Linked DNA regions of Rattus norvegicus: region 2 is linked to region 1. A link is a contact called in public Hi-C data. All regions are on one chromosome and are shown on one strand. Each heading gives the region's core, a stretch centred on a gene start, on an enhancer-like site or on the middle of the called end of the contact. The rest is flanking DNA. Distances are from core to core; before and after follow the strand shown.

Region 1 (6,382 bases), core at 1,885-4,384:
ATACAAAATCCTTTAGAAGAACTGCCCTTCCCATCCAAAAAAAGAAAGGGGAAAGAACTACCCCTCACTTTTTCACAGCGGTCCACCAGGTAAGGATCAAGCCTCATGTCTGGTGCTATTCATCAAGAAGGGACTTCCCTTATGAACAACAATGCCAAGCAACCAGAGCTTCCAGGGACTAAGTCACTACCCAAAGACTATACATGGACTGACCCTGGACTCTGACCTCATAGGTAGCAATGAATAGCCTAGTAAGGGCACCAGTGGAAGGGGAAGCCCTTGGTCCTGCTAAGACTGAACCCCCAGTGAACTAGATTGTTGGGGGGAGGTTGGGGAGGGGAACACCCATAAAGAAGGGAAGGGGGAGGGATTAGGGGGATGTTGGCCCGGAAACCGGGAAAGGGAATAACACTCGAAATGTAAATAAGAAATACTCAAGTTAATTAAAAAAAAAAAAAAGGACTTCCCTTCTGTAACGGGAAAACTGTGGTACAAAGTGTCTCCTACACAACAGGCCTCTCTCTGGCTCAAGTGTGGCCTTGTGACATGGCTCTGCCCAATGCTTTCTAGGTGTCCATCAGGACAGGAATGCCCAGGAAAGACATTTCTTGGCCTCAGAAAAGAAAGGTCAACTACTAGAAGTATGTGTCTTTCTTTTATTCAAAGACACATATATGAATGCATGATCTAACCATTTCAGAACAGAAAAATGGCAAGCCTCAACGATGAAAGCAACATCTTGGAGATGTCCCCACAGAGTGCTAGAGGGAAACTGGGGTTTTTTTTTTAGGGCTCCTTCGCTTCTGACCTTCTGTCTGGTAAGCCCTATTTCTCCATTTTTGTTTGGGCTTCTTTAACTGAGATCTCCCTACAGCATCAGGCATTTCATGATGGAACTGTTCCAGCCAGATGCTAAAACAACCTTCAGTCAAAACTGACAGCGATGGGGGAGGGGTAAGAAGAACGATTGCAATACATACCTCCAACCACTTGACACTCTTTACTAAAATCCCCGTCATAGGGGCCGGATCACTCTTTCTACAAATAAATATTAGCTTCCTAATATTTCTAGGGTTGTCATATACTGGGATAATCATGTAGACATTTTATTCATGATTTATCAAAAATAAATCCAAATTTAACTTGAACATCCAGGGTTACAGTTTGCTAAGCCCAGCCAATTTAGGTCCTGTCTTAGGATACCCTCTCAGGGTTCAACTATTCCTTCAAGGACCTAATCTCCTCCAGAGCTGCTTGTGATCCCACAGGACAGACTTGGTGGAAAGCCTCTGCCTCTGAGACTTTGATGAGAGTCTATTATCTCCTATGACCTAGGAAACAGGAGCCTGAGTAGGTCGTGACTTTCCCAAAGGCAGAGCTGAGGCTCTTTCCCACAGTCAGGCTCCTCCCAATTCACACCCCACCAGATGCTGCTCCTGCTCCTGGAGCCTCTTTAAAGATGAAATGGGATTTCATATTATGTTGTTGGGTTTGGTAAGCAAAGAGGGGTGCTTATAAAGAGTCCAATTTCTAATTTCGTGAGGAAGAAAAATCATAGTTTAGTCACTTAAGTTCATGTTGGAAGAACATTTTTGAATAAGAGAAAGAATTGTCCCCCAAATCTTGTCCAAATTTATAGACATGGATAAAAATATAGAAATATTCATACATAAAGGCTATATAATCTATATATGTGAGATACCATATATAGCTTATCACATACGGCTGGTTTGGTATAGAGTTCAAAGTTACATCATGGCTTGTTATGAATTCATATTCTGAGGAAAGCCCTCTCATGTTCTTATGACATAGCCTTTGTTAACATTCTGATGCTGACTAACAAATTCTCCATCTATGATAAGAGCTTCACTTAACATTTAAACACAGTAATGGTGGTGACCTGCCACTGAAGGAGTTAAAGTGAACACCCTAGAGCTTCCATCTAGCTTTCTCTAGAAGCTGCTACACATTTCCAAGTCAAAGAATAGCAGTGGCGATGACACAGATTTTTATCTGTAAAATTTTTCTTTTTCCCTGTGTAAGTCCAAATGTAATGTTAGCATTGAAGAAGACCAAGACTGACTAAGTCAGTTCTCCATAGATGGTATCTTTCCATTCAGTCTTTCCTCATGTTTACTTTAAGTCAATTACTACAAATGAAAATAAATTTTGCTTTAATAAAAATAATCCATATATTTCTAGAGCACTAGATGATTTGTTTTGTTTTGTTTTTTTAAAAAAAGCACATTGCATATGATTCCAGATTCAATGTCAACAGGATAAATTTAAGTGATCTTTTTAAGGAAAGGGACACGAAAGCCCTGCTCTTAGATCTGGGCATCCTCACATGTGTCTATCCAGGTAGAGAGAACCAGGTCCCTCGAAAGCATAACCAAGCTGACAGCTTAGAGTCTACCTGGCTGTGTTGTCAGCAAGGAGTGAACCTTCTGTGAGAGGACACACACAGTACCAAATCAGATTCACAAAAACAGCTTTCAGCCTCAGTCTGCCATCAGCTCAGTCAGGAGAAGTGTGGAAAATAAAGAAACTAGATTTTTTAATAATAATAATAATAAATAACAATAATAATAATAATTTTTAAAAAAGGATTTTAGTCATGGAGTTTTCACTTTTCTGATTCTTCAGATTTCTAAAGTAACTCTTTGTTCCCTCCCTGCATTTGGTCTGTTTATAGGACCCAAACCTGTTCTCAAAGACAAGATTTGTCACTTCTTAGAAAAGATGTTATTTGATAGCACACACTCTGCTAGACTGGATTAATTAAAAAAAAAAAAAAACAAAAAAAAAAACAAAAAAAAAAAACAAACAAAAACCCCTAATTCCATGGTATGCTATCCTTATCAGCACAGGGGAGATTTTCTCATGGCAAGTACTTCTGTGTTTGAAATGTTAGAATGCAAAGTACACCCTTCATGCTTCAAGCTACCAGATGCTAGAGCCTGCTTTACCTGCCCAGGCATGTTGTTGGAATTGAGGTCACAGTTAGGCAAATAACATTCCACACATTTTTTCTCTCCTACTGAATTAAAAGTGGGCAGCTTGAGTTTCTCTGACTGCCATTGGTTAAAGAAGTCTGACTCGGATACCTAGAGAGCTCTCTGGGGCCAGAATGGAGTGACTCACTACTCACATGACCCGTAGGAGGTGGGAAGCCACCGCTCCCTCCATCCTGTACCCTGGTCATTTTAGCCAGCATGACTCAACACTTGAAACCTGGAGGTGAATGAATGTTCTACTTGACCTTTGATTTCAGGAGAGTGGCATGACTTCAAATGCTCTCCGTTTATTAATTAACAGAGAGGACTGAATTCCACAATCTGTGAAGTAATGTTTGAAAGTAATTTTTTTAATTTAATTCTATTTTTTTAACATATTCACTTTATATTCTGCTCACTATCTGCCTCTTGGTAAGCCCCACCCACAATCCTTCCCATCAACATCTCCTCTGAGAGGATGGGGCCTCACTGGGTACCCCCCTTACCCTGGCACTTCAAAGTCTTTGCAGGGCTAGGCACATCCTCTCCCACTGAAACCAGACATGCAGCCCAGCTAGTAGAGCATATCCCACAGACAGGCAGTGGCTTTTGGGATAGCCCCTGCTCCAGTTGTTCAAGACCCACTATATATATATATATAATTTCTGGGTGTGTATATATGTATGTGTGTATATATATACATATATACATATAAATATACATATATACATATATATACATATATACATATAAATATACATATATACATACATATATATATATATATACATTCATACATGCACAGGAAGGCCTAAGTCCAGCCCATGTATGTTCTCTGGTTGGTGGTTGAGTTCTGAGAGCTCCAAAGGTCCAGGTTAGATGACTCAGTTGGTCTTCCTGTGGAGTTACTATCCCACAATTGGGGCCCACAATCCTTCCTCCTCGAAACTAAAATTTTAACGCAGAAAAGCTTGTTTAATTCTCTTATATGACCTGACTTGAGTTTTTCTTTATTTTAGATAGTGAAATTGTAATATGTTTTATCTTGAGGTTTTATTTTGTTTTGTTTTTCTTATTCTTTCCGAAGACTTGCTTGGCCATTTGAAAGTGATTTTTTCTTTACCAGACACATATTTATAAAAATCATTAAGTAATTACTAATGGAAAGTCTATTTCACATCTGTGGAGAGATTCCTAAATAAAGGAAGGAGACTATCATTCTGTGATATTCAGATGTTTGACTTACATGGAAGCTTCTCCTATTAAGACTATAAAGTTCAAAGATGCATTTAACACATCTACAGTGCATTCTTAGGAAAACAAAACAGTTCGTTGTAGAGTATTGATAGCTTTCCCTCAGGACAGGATGACTGACTGTATGTAGCTCACTGCTGTTGCCCAAGACAAGGGTATCAAAGAATATATTACAAGCCCAGGAAAAGATCAAAATTCAAAGTATAATTTCCCTGAATGACTAATCACTTTATCATGATCATAAAGTACAAAACCTTAAGTTAAACCATATGTTGAACCATTAGTACCATAGGAACAAACAGAACTGAAGGAGATAGGTGGAAAGATGTTAGGATAAATTAGAAGGATGTTATTAGAAGGAAAATAGAACTGGTTGAAAATTATTAAAGGTGGGTAAAAGCTTCTTTTGTAAAGCCATCAGCAGATCTGGGGTCCAGGATGAGTTAGTTTTTGTCATAAGAATCAATAGCGCATGAGTTTATTCTTACTTCCTAAATTGCATGCCAAGTGTTTTGCCTCCAACAGTAGCCCCCAAAAGAAGACCAAGTAAAAAAACTGTCATTTTCAACCCAAAATGGTTTCATCATTACCCTCCTACCCAGAGTCCTTTCAAACCCATGCTTAATCCTGTTTGTTGACACTTGCATTTAAGTTCTCTTGGAATCCTTTATGAAGAGGTTGTGTAATTCAGTTTGGTAAAAAGGATTCTTAGTTATTTATGTAAAGCCTAATTGACATTTCATTGTAAGACTATAACTTGCACTTTTACTAGAGTATACTGTCCTTACAGGAGGGACAGCTTTCAAGGCTGTCCTTAAAGAGGTTTCTTGGTTGCTCCCTTTAGCATAATTGTTACTCTTGTACCTTTAACATGTGCCCAAGCAAATGGGATTAGCAACTCTCTCAGATAGTGCTCTTTTCAGTGATGGCCATTCACTAACATCGTTCTTTAATTAACTAGTATTTAACTGGTGACTAAATATCCTCTTAGAGCAATTCTGGTAGGCTCATAATGCCATCTAGTGGACAAGCTTCAAAATACCACCCCCTACCCCACAACCTTGGCCATTTTAATTTTCTAACCATCGAAACTTTAATCCGGTCTTTAATCTGGACCATGGCTTCATTTAGAATGATGGGTTAGGATTCCCAAACTCTGACAAGTCTATGTAGCATTTCTAACATTGATACCATCCTAAGGGAAGGAAACACCCAGCATTAAGTACTTCCGGTTCCTCATCCGTTCAATGATGACACCAATGCTGTTAGAACTAAGGACATCTGTGCAAAGTAGGAATCCAATGTACTATGTTCATGCCCTTTAGTTCTCCGATCACCATTGCTTTATATAGAAGTCTTTTACCACTTTCTGTCATTCTAACAGCTACTTTGTGATGACAGAAAGATGTCCTCTTCAAGGTTAATGAGAACACAATGGCACTGTCAGTCAAATACCTGCAGGATGCCCAAACTCAGCCATGGCATCTCAAAGTTAAAAGTCCTGGCCTTGTCCATACACTGGTAGTGATACCTCGTGGAAAGGAGAGCCTCTTTCAAAGGCACAGATGATTGAACATATGCTCATGTGTTAATGTGACTCACAACTTCAGCAAACATGAAAGGAAAGACGTGTGTGTATCTCAACAGAAGCTAGGAAACACGTCCTAAAATTCAACGCTTGTTTGGCGATTAGGGAAAGCGTAATAGGCAGCAAAATGGTGATGTCATAACATGATAAGCATGTAAATAAGAACACTGCTGTAATTATAAAGCCCTATGGTGTCATCAAATTACCTGCCATTATCACCATCAGTTCAGCCATGGACCTGCATCCAGATAGGATATGATATAGATTTGACATAAATTTAAGTGCTGGACAGATGGCTAAATGGTTAGGAATACTTGCTGCACAGAATTAAGACGTGGGTTTGGATCACGACATCCATGTCAAGTGATTGTCCAGCACCAGGGTTCTCAGGTCTTTCTTGACCTCAGTAAGCACTTAGATCTGTGCCTACTCACACACACAGACACATGCATATAAAATAGATCGTTAAAGAGCACATAGGCTTATAGACATAAGTAGTGATTGTTGAACAAAAGTAACCTGAAAACAATGTAAACATTAAGAG
Region 2 (6,382 bases), core at 1,492-3,991, 150 kb after region 1:
TGCATTCAATTCCTGAAACCTGCATACTGGAAGGACAGACAGAACTCGCACAAGTTGTTCTCTAACCTCCATACATACAGCCTGGCACATGTGCATCCACTCATAGACATGAAGTAAATAAATAAATGTAAAACATTTTTAATCAGCCCATCCCCCAAAAGTTCTTCTAATGTGCCTATTTGTTCTCACAGGTAAATGCTTTTGAACTAAAGTTCATTTGAAGTAAATTATTCAGGTATTACAATAAAGTGAGAGAGGAAATGGTTATTATTTAATCATAGCATAGCAATAAACGTTGGGGCAGAAACCGGTCCTTGTTTTAAATGTCTGCCTATGCACACACATGTGTGCCTATAAACACACACACATATAGCCACACGCAGTTTGCACAGGGTACACATCAGTGGGCTTTTACTAATCAAAGAGTGACCCTTATTCTTAAATGTGGAGATGATTGGGTAAGTACTCGGGCCAAAGGCTAAAGGAAAAAGGTTTTGTTCTTCTACATCAGTGCTATTCTGCAAGCAAAGAAAAAAATCACCAGGGAAGCATTAGAAGAAAATGTCGTAGCTCTGGGTTTGTCTCTTCCAGATTCAGTAGCTGACCGGTGTTGGTGAGGAACTATGGAAGACTCTGTTGAGAGGCAAGTCATTCTCAGACATCATCATGCAGCAGAGTTTGGGGATTTTTTTAAATACAGCTTTCTTGATTCCGTCCTCAATTTCTGGTCAGGCATGCTTAAACTAGAGCTCAACAAAATCTCTATTTCTAACAAACTCTCAAGTGATATGCATGCCATTGACCTGAGGAACAACCGGGACTACAGGTCCTCTTACATCATGAGGTAACTTGTTTTAATTTTCGCCAAGAGCCTGGGTCCTGGACTCAACAAGTGTGACTAGGAGATCTGAAGCTCAACAAATTACCCAGTGTTTCCGATGCAAGTGTTACTCTGAGAAGTGACTTAAAGCCGCTTGTTCTTTGAGCACATCCACTGTAGTAACTTCCTTATATAGCCTTGGACGCTACATTTGTTTTCTTTTGTTTGTTGTCCAGTCAGATCGCCAATTCAAAGTCCTCCTTCCTCAGTCTCTTGAGTTTTGGCTTTGCAGCCCTATACCAGCACATCTGGTTCCTACACATACTTTTGATGACAATAAGACTGTCAGGGAAGAGCCCTAGATTCAAGTGTATCTATTGATTTTGAGTGTCAGTCTCCAAATCCTATACTTGCTATTAATAGATATGATTTAGGAAACCAGTTAAAGTCTCTTCTACATAGCACCCGCTTTGATTTCAGGAGTAGTTTCTAAAGGCCAGTGACCCCTGGACACCAGAGATGACAAAGCACCCAGGAGGTGCAGAGTCCTGAGCAATGCTGGAAGTCTGTCTTTGAGATCAGCCAGGACTTTTTGCTTACAGGTCAAGTGGGTGGCCTAAATTTCTTAATTTTCCTCTTCAAAGCATTCCCAGTCAGCTATATGGCCCATCGCTAGACATACACTCATCTTCCAGGTCTCTTCTGTAGTGAGGAGGGGACATTTAATCAAGAAGGGCAGTGTTTCCAGCAATGGTAGAAGCAAAGGGTTGGCATGGAATGACAGTTTATTGATAGAGAGTTGAACGTGCGGAAGGCAGTGATTGGGACAAGTGGACGTCTCCAGGTTTAGAGCTCCCAATCTTATCCTCTAAAGTAAAAATTAAGCTATTCTTAAAGCGTGGATGAGTTCTGGCCCCACAGCACACTTATTGATCCATGGGAAGTGTTTCCAAATTGGTGGGCATCAAGTAATGGATTTTATCTGAGGTCATGCAATAATTAATACCATGAGACACTGAAACTAATTGTATTCTCCAACTTTGAATTGTAAGTAAAATATAACAGAGGGTATATACAGTATCTATGTGTGTATTGAAATATCATAATTAAGCCTATTATTTTGTACTGATATATACTGATTGCAAAAGAGAAAAAAGAGGGATTCAAGGGATGGCTCCGCCATGAGAGCACTGGCTGATCTTGCATAGGACTCATGTTCGATCCCCAGCATCAACATAGCAGCTCATGACCATCTCTAACTCTGTTCCAGGAAGTGGATCCAATGGCTTCTATTGGCCTCTGTGGGCACAAAGTGCACAGACATGCGGGCAAATAAACACACACACACACATAAAATAAATCTTAAAATAAGAAATTCATAGTAGCCTATCAGTCTTCAACAAAAATGATTCACATTCAATGGTTTCATAAATATATTTAACCCTCCTTCCCCTAAAGAAACTCAGAGTTTGAATACCAGCCCTTATAGCTTTGGGGAAGGTCAACTTCTATACAATTGTGGTAGATAGATAGATAGATAGATAGATAGATAGATAGATAGATAGACAGATAGATAGCTTATTTCTGCCTCATGTGATATTATGATGATTAAATGGCATAAAATATCCAAAATAGTTGTAACCATGTCTAGAAACTACTCAATTTCTTAACATTGAGTTTTCTAAAATGGCATTTCTTTTCAAAAGTCTTTCCCCAGACCATAATCTTTGGGTGATCCTAACAGTATCTGATACTGATGTGAAACAAAGTACCAGGCAACTCATTCACTGTTGCAACAAACAAGACAAAGTGACCATTTGTGCTGTCTCATTTTAATGGCAGGTCCAGAGTATCTAGGGCTCTTCTCCTTGGGAATTCTAAAAATGTGGAAAGCCCCAGTAATGAAACACCCTAAGATAGTGACTCAGCTGGAAGTCTGGATATGCTCCAATCTATGATCTGAGAAGACCTAGAGTGTGCCCTGGCTCTGACACACAGGGACTTTCCTACCTCTGACCTGTTTCTTGTAACTGACCTTCATCATCAGCCTCACAGCTATATGGTCAATGTCCCTTGAAAGGTCCACTCAGTCTGAATCAATTATTCATCTACTTCCTAGGTGACACTGTGATGTGGCTGCCAAGACTGCCCTAATCATCATCTTGGTTAGAGGACTGGGTTCGGCTGGACTGTGCTAGAGTTACCTATCTCCTTCCAGTCACTACCACATGGGCAATGATCCCTCCCTCCCCCAGCCTGGCCCATTTCAATCACCAGTTAGTTTTCCTGCAATGCTGTTGCTTCGTTTTACCTCAGAGAACTGGGGACTTTTGTAGCATGGATGCATGGAAAATATCTGCACGGTCTTGCTTCATGTCTCTCCAAGGGAAATAGGGGTCTGCTTCCAAAGTACATGGATTGCAGATTCCTGGAGGCTTAAGTTGGAGAGAATAATGTCCTTCCTCCTGGAAAATTCCTGGTGAATTGGCATCATTGGAATTTCTTCATCCAGCTGTCTTAATGACCCACAGGCCAAGATATCACAGCATTAACTATATAGACTGAGCATATTTGAAATAGTAATGGAATTACCCTCTGTTGATGTAGCATTTAGGTTTCCTCTTGCCGTTTTTCACTATACATACACATTGGAGTGTATTCTGGTGGACGGGGGGATGTAGTTGCATTTAGGCTCAAGAAATCTCCTCAGTATATAATCTGCTCATTTTGAGTCAGTTGCAGCCTACTCCTTAAATCATTTCCTTAATTCGTTCCTGATCTCCTTACTAATCACTGACTGATGCACAATACTGCCACCATCAGGTGTTTTTAGGAAATGCCCTTTAGTAAGGAAAAAAAATGTTAACATTGGTTTGAGGCTGGAGTACACACAAGCAATGGACAAAACAATGTTTGTTTGCATTGCTTCGGGAAAGAAAGGACTGTGCTGTTCGAATGCCCCAACAACTGTGAGGAGGGAATTTTGGTTGTTTTAATGGAAGTAAAGTAAAAGCAGGCATTTATGAGAGTTCTTGGGGGTTTCCACGGGAGTGGGATGAAAGTCTCAGCCCCAAATGCTTCAGGAGCTACTCAGGAATAAAATGTCAGCTGACATAGTTTGCTTACTGTTGGCCACACTGCCTGAGATATGTGTGCCTCTGCGGAAGTGCTTTTTGTCACCAAGGTCACTTTGAGGTCCCTCCGCCTCCTGGCTTTCTTTTGTGTCTGAATGTCGCCAGTGTTCTGATGACCCCACGTTAGTGCGCAATCAAAAGACATTTTTGTCCCACTCAGTTGGACTGCAAATGAATGGCACCGCTCACAGAAGCCTAGAAGCGCTTCCCTTTGATCTCTAAGTAGCTCGGCCTTCCAATAGCTCAAACTCTATCTTGGATACTTTCTGTGGATCGGTGACTCCATTAAGCAAGTTGGAGCAGGCTCTCTGGTCAGGCACTGGCTGGGAAGGCTAACCACAAGCAATTCACCTTCAGTGTGCTCTCTCCTCCTTCCAGTCTTGTGGAAAATAGAAATTGCTTAGGGAAGGTCGGTGAGTATGTAACCTACCTCCTAGGCTCCTCCCACTCAGAAGAGGTCCCGTGCCGCTATTGCTGTACCCAAACTCTGGCCATTGGAGAGGGTGATCTTTTATTATTTTCAAATAATCTGTTTATTGCAGATATTAATCATACTTCCTCCTGTGATGTATGGAGAACGATCGGAAATCCCAGCCACTCTCCCAGTTTTGTTCAGCTCATTCAATGTTACCATAGGTAAACATCTACTTTCCTGGCTTTCTGTATAAAAGCTGCTTTACTCTGGCCCTAGAAATCTAAGATCCTCAGGCTGCATGAAACTTCCAATCTACATTTTTGGCTCGCCATGAACACTGATCAGGACTGTCCCTGAAAGTTGAGCGTCGCGTCAGTCAACGTCACGGAGGGCTTTACGGTCCTAATGGGATAGGAAGGAGCTTTCTACAAAGGAGAAAAGGGAAGGCCTCTGGGGGAAGGGAGGGATGCTAGAGATGCTGAGACTGAGAGAGAAGATCAGGGTTCGCTGTGTCCAATCACACTCTCATTAAAGAGTATTTTATACAGAGATCTGAAGTTCAAGCAAAAAAAGTGACTTGTTAGTTTTTATATTGACTGCTTTCTGCTCTAAAAAAAAATGTGTGTAACAGAAAGGAGGGGAGGATTGGGGAAGGAAGAAATGAGAGAGTAAGAAAGAATGGGAGAGAGGGAGAGAGGAGAGAGGATGAGGGGGAGAGGAAGGGAGGGCAGGGATTGGAAGGAAGGGAGGAAAGGGGAGGGAGGGAGAGAGGAGGGAGGGGGAGAGAGATCAATAGAAACCAGTATCTCAGCTGTATGATTCAAGATGACTCTCTCGAGTCACATCCCCAGACCCGCACTGTGATGAGATCAAATAACCAGGCCAAATGATCATTGTTTATCTTTTACACTTAAAAAGAAATCCCTAGAAATCACTGATTCTCTAATAAAAGAGGGCGCTGAAAGGCTATTAGAGAACAAAATATAATCTTATAATGCCAGATAATTAGCTTGAAATATGTCTGACACAGCAGTTTAGCCGAAGGGGTGAATGTTATTGCAGAGAATTACGGCAAGCCAGGGTGCTCACCGTTGCAAGATGAAAGGGTGCGGCAGAAGAGAAGTCTTTCTCCCTGTATCACGTTTGTCTTAGCATCCCATTCTGAATGTCTAATGTGTTTGCTTATCCTAATGACCACCCTGAGTGTCTTTAGGAGGCATAGTTTGAAGATTTGCATTTTAGATTTAACTGACCCAGTCTCTCAATTGTTATCTGCTTTCAGAATGAAGACGTTTTCTCTGTGTACGGAGGGCTGGGCAGAATCTTACACATACAGACGCCTTACCCACGCAAAATCAAAGGCAGGGACTGCTTATTGATCGGGATCTGGGTCAACAAAAGCATACAAAACTGCCCAGAAAACTGAAGCCAAGCATTTTCGAATAAGGCATGTAAATTATTACATAAGATCTGTCAGAACCCCAGAGGCTCTGTTAGGACTGCATAATTCCCACCCAGGCCAGCCTGGACTATACAGCAAAAAAAAAAAAAGACACAATTAATACCAGCAAGAGTGTCCATTGTTGTCTTATAAGTCCACTTAACATATTGTCTTATAAGTCCACATAACATATAATTGTGGCTGGGGTAGGAAACAGTGTCAAGAGTAAACATCAAATAATGGATTGGGGCCAAAATATTAACTTTGCTATCCTGAGAGGTCTCTTTCATTCACACGGGGTCATTTATCATTTAGTCACATAGTTCACAGACGTTTATGGAATACTACAGTTAGATGTCCCAACATGGAACAATGACAACTCAGTTAGAAGTCATTCTTAATGTCCTGTGTGAGAAGTCCATTATAGATTGTGCATGTCTGTGAGCAAGAGAGACGTTTTATCCATGTGACTAAATTCAAGTCATATACCCACTCGTGAGTTTCCAGTCTTAGTCTGCAAGTCTATCCTGCATGATGTTTTATTCCCCTAAAGGGTATTATATTTAAGCTAA

The links. A called contact is a pair of places that touch in the nucleus more often than the background predicts.
Region 2: a Hi-C map of the A7r5 cell line shows a contact between it and region 1, with 4 times the contacts expected there. The contact joins two enhancer-like sites. A contact is called at or near these places in 2 of 12 Hi-C or Micro-C datasets (the A7r5 cell line and Schwann cells).

What each region holds. Positions count from the first base shown.
Region 1 is chr16:67,326,172-67,332,553 of GRCr8, forward strand. No RefSeq gene overlaps it. Among named protein-coding and RNA genes, the nearest start is that of Fut10, 330 kb to the right of the region's middle. Within about 2 kb of position 3,135, at least 6 of the 93 cell types and tissues checked have an H3K27ac peak or open chromatin away from gene starts, as enhancers often do. A contact at or near this core is called in the A7r5 cell line, where this site is marked.
Region 2 is chr16:67,476,785-67,483,166 of GRCr8, forward strand. No RefSeq gene overlaps it. Among named protein-coding and RNA genes, the nearest start is that of Fut10, 180 kb to the right of the region's middle. Within about 2 kb of position 2,742, at least 14 of the 93 cell types and tissues checked have an H3K27ac peak or open chromatin away from gene starts, as enhancers often do. A contact at or near this core is called in the A7r5 cell line, where this site is marked.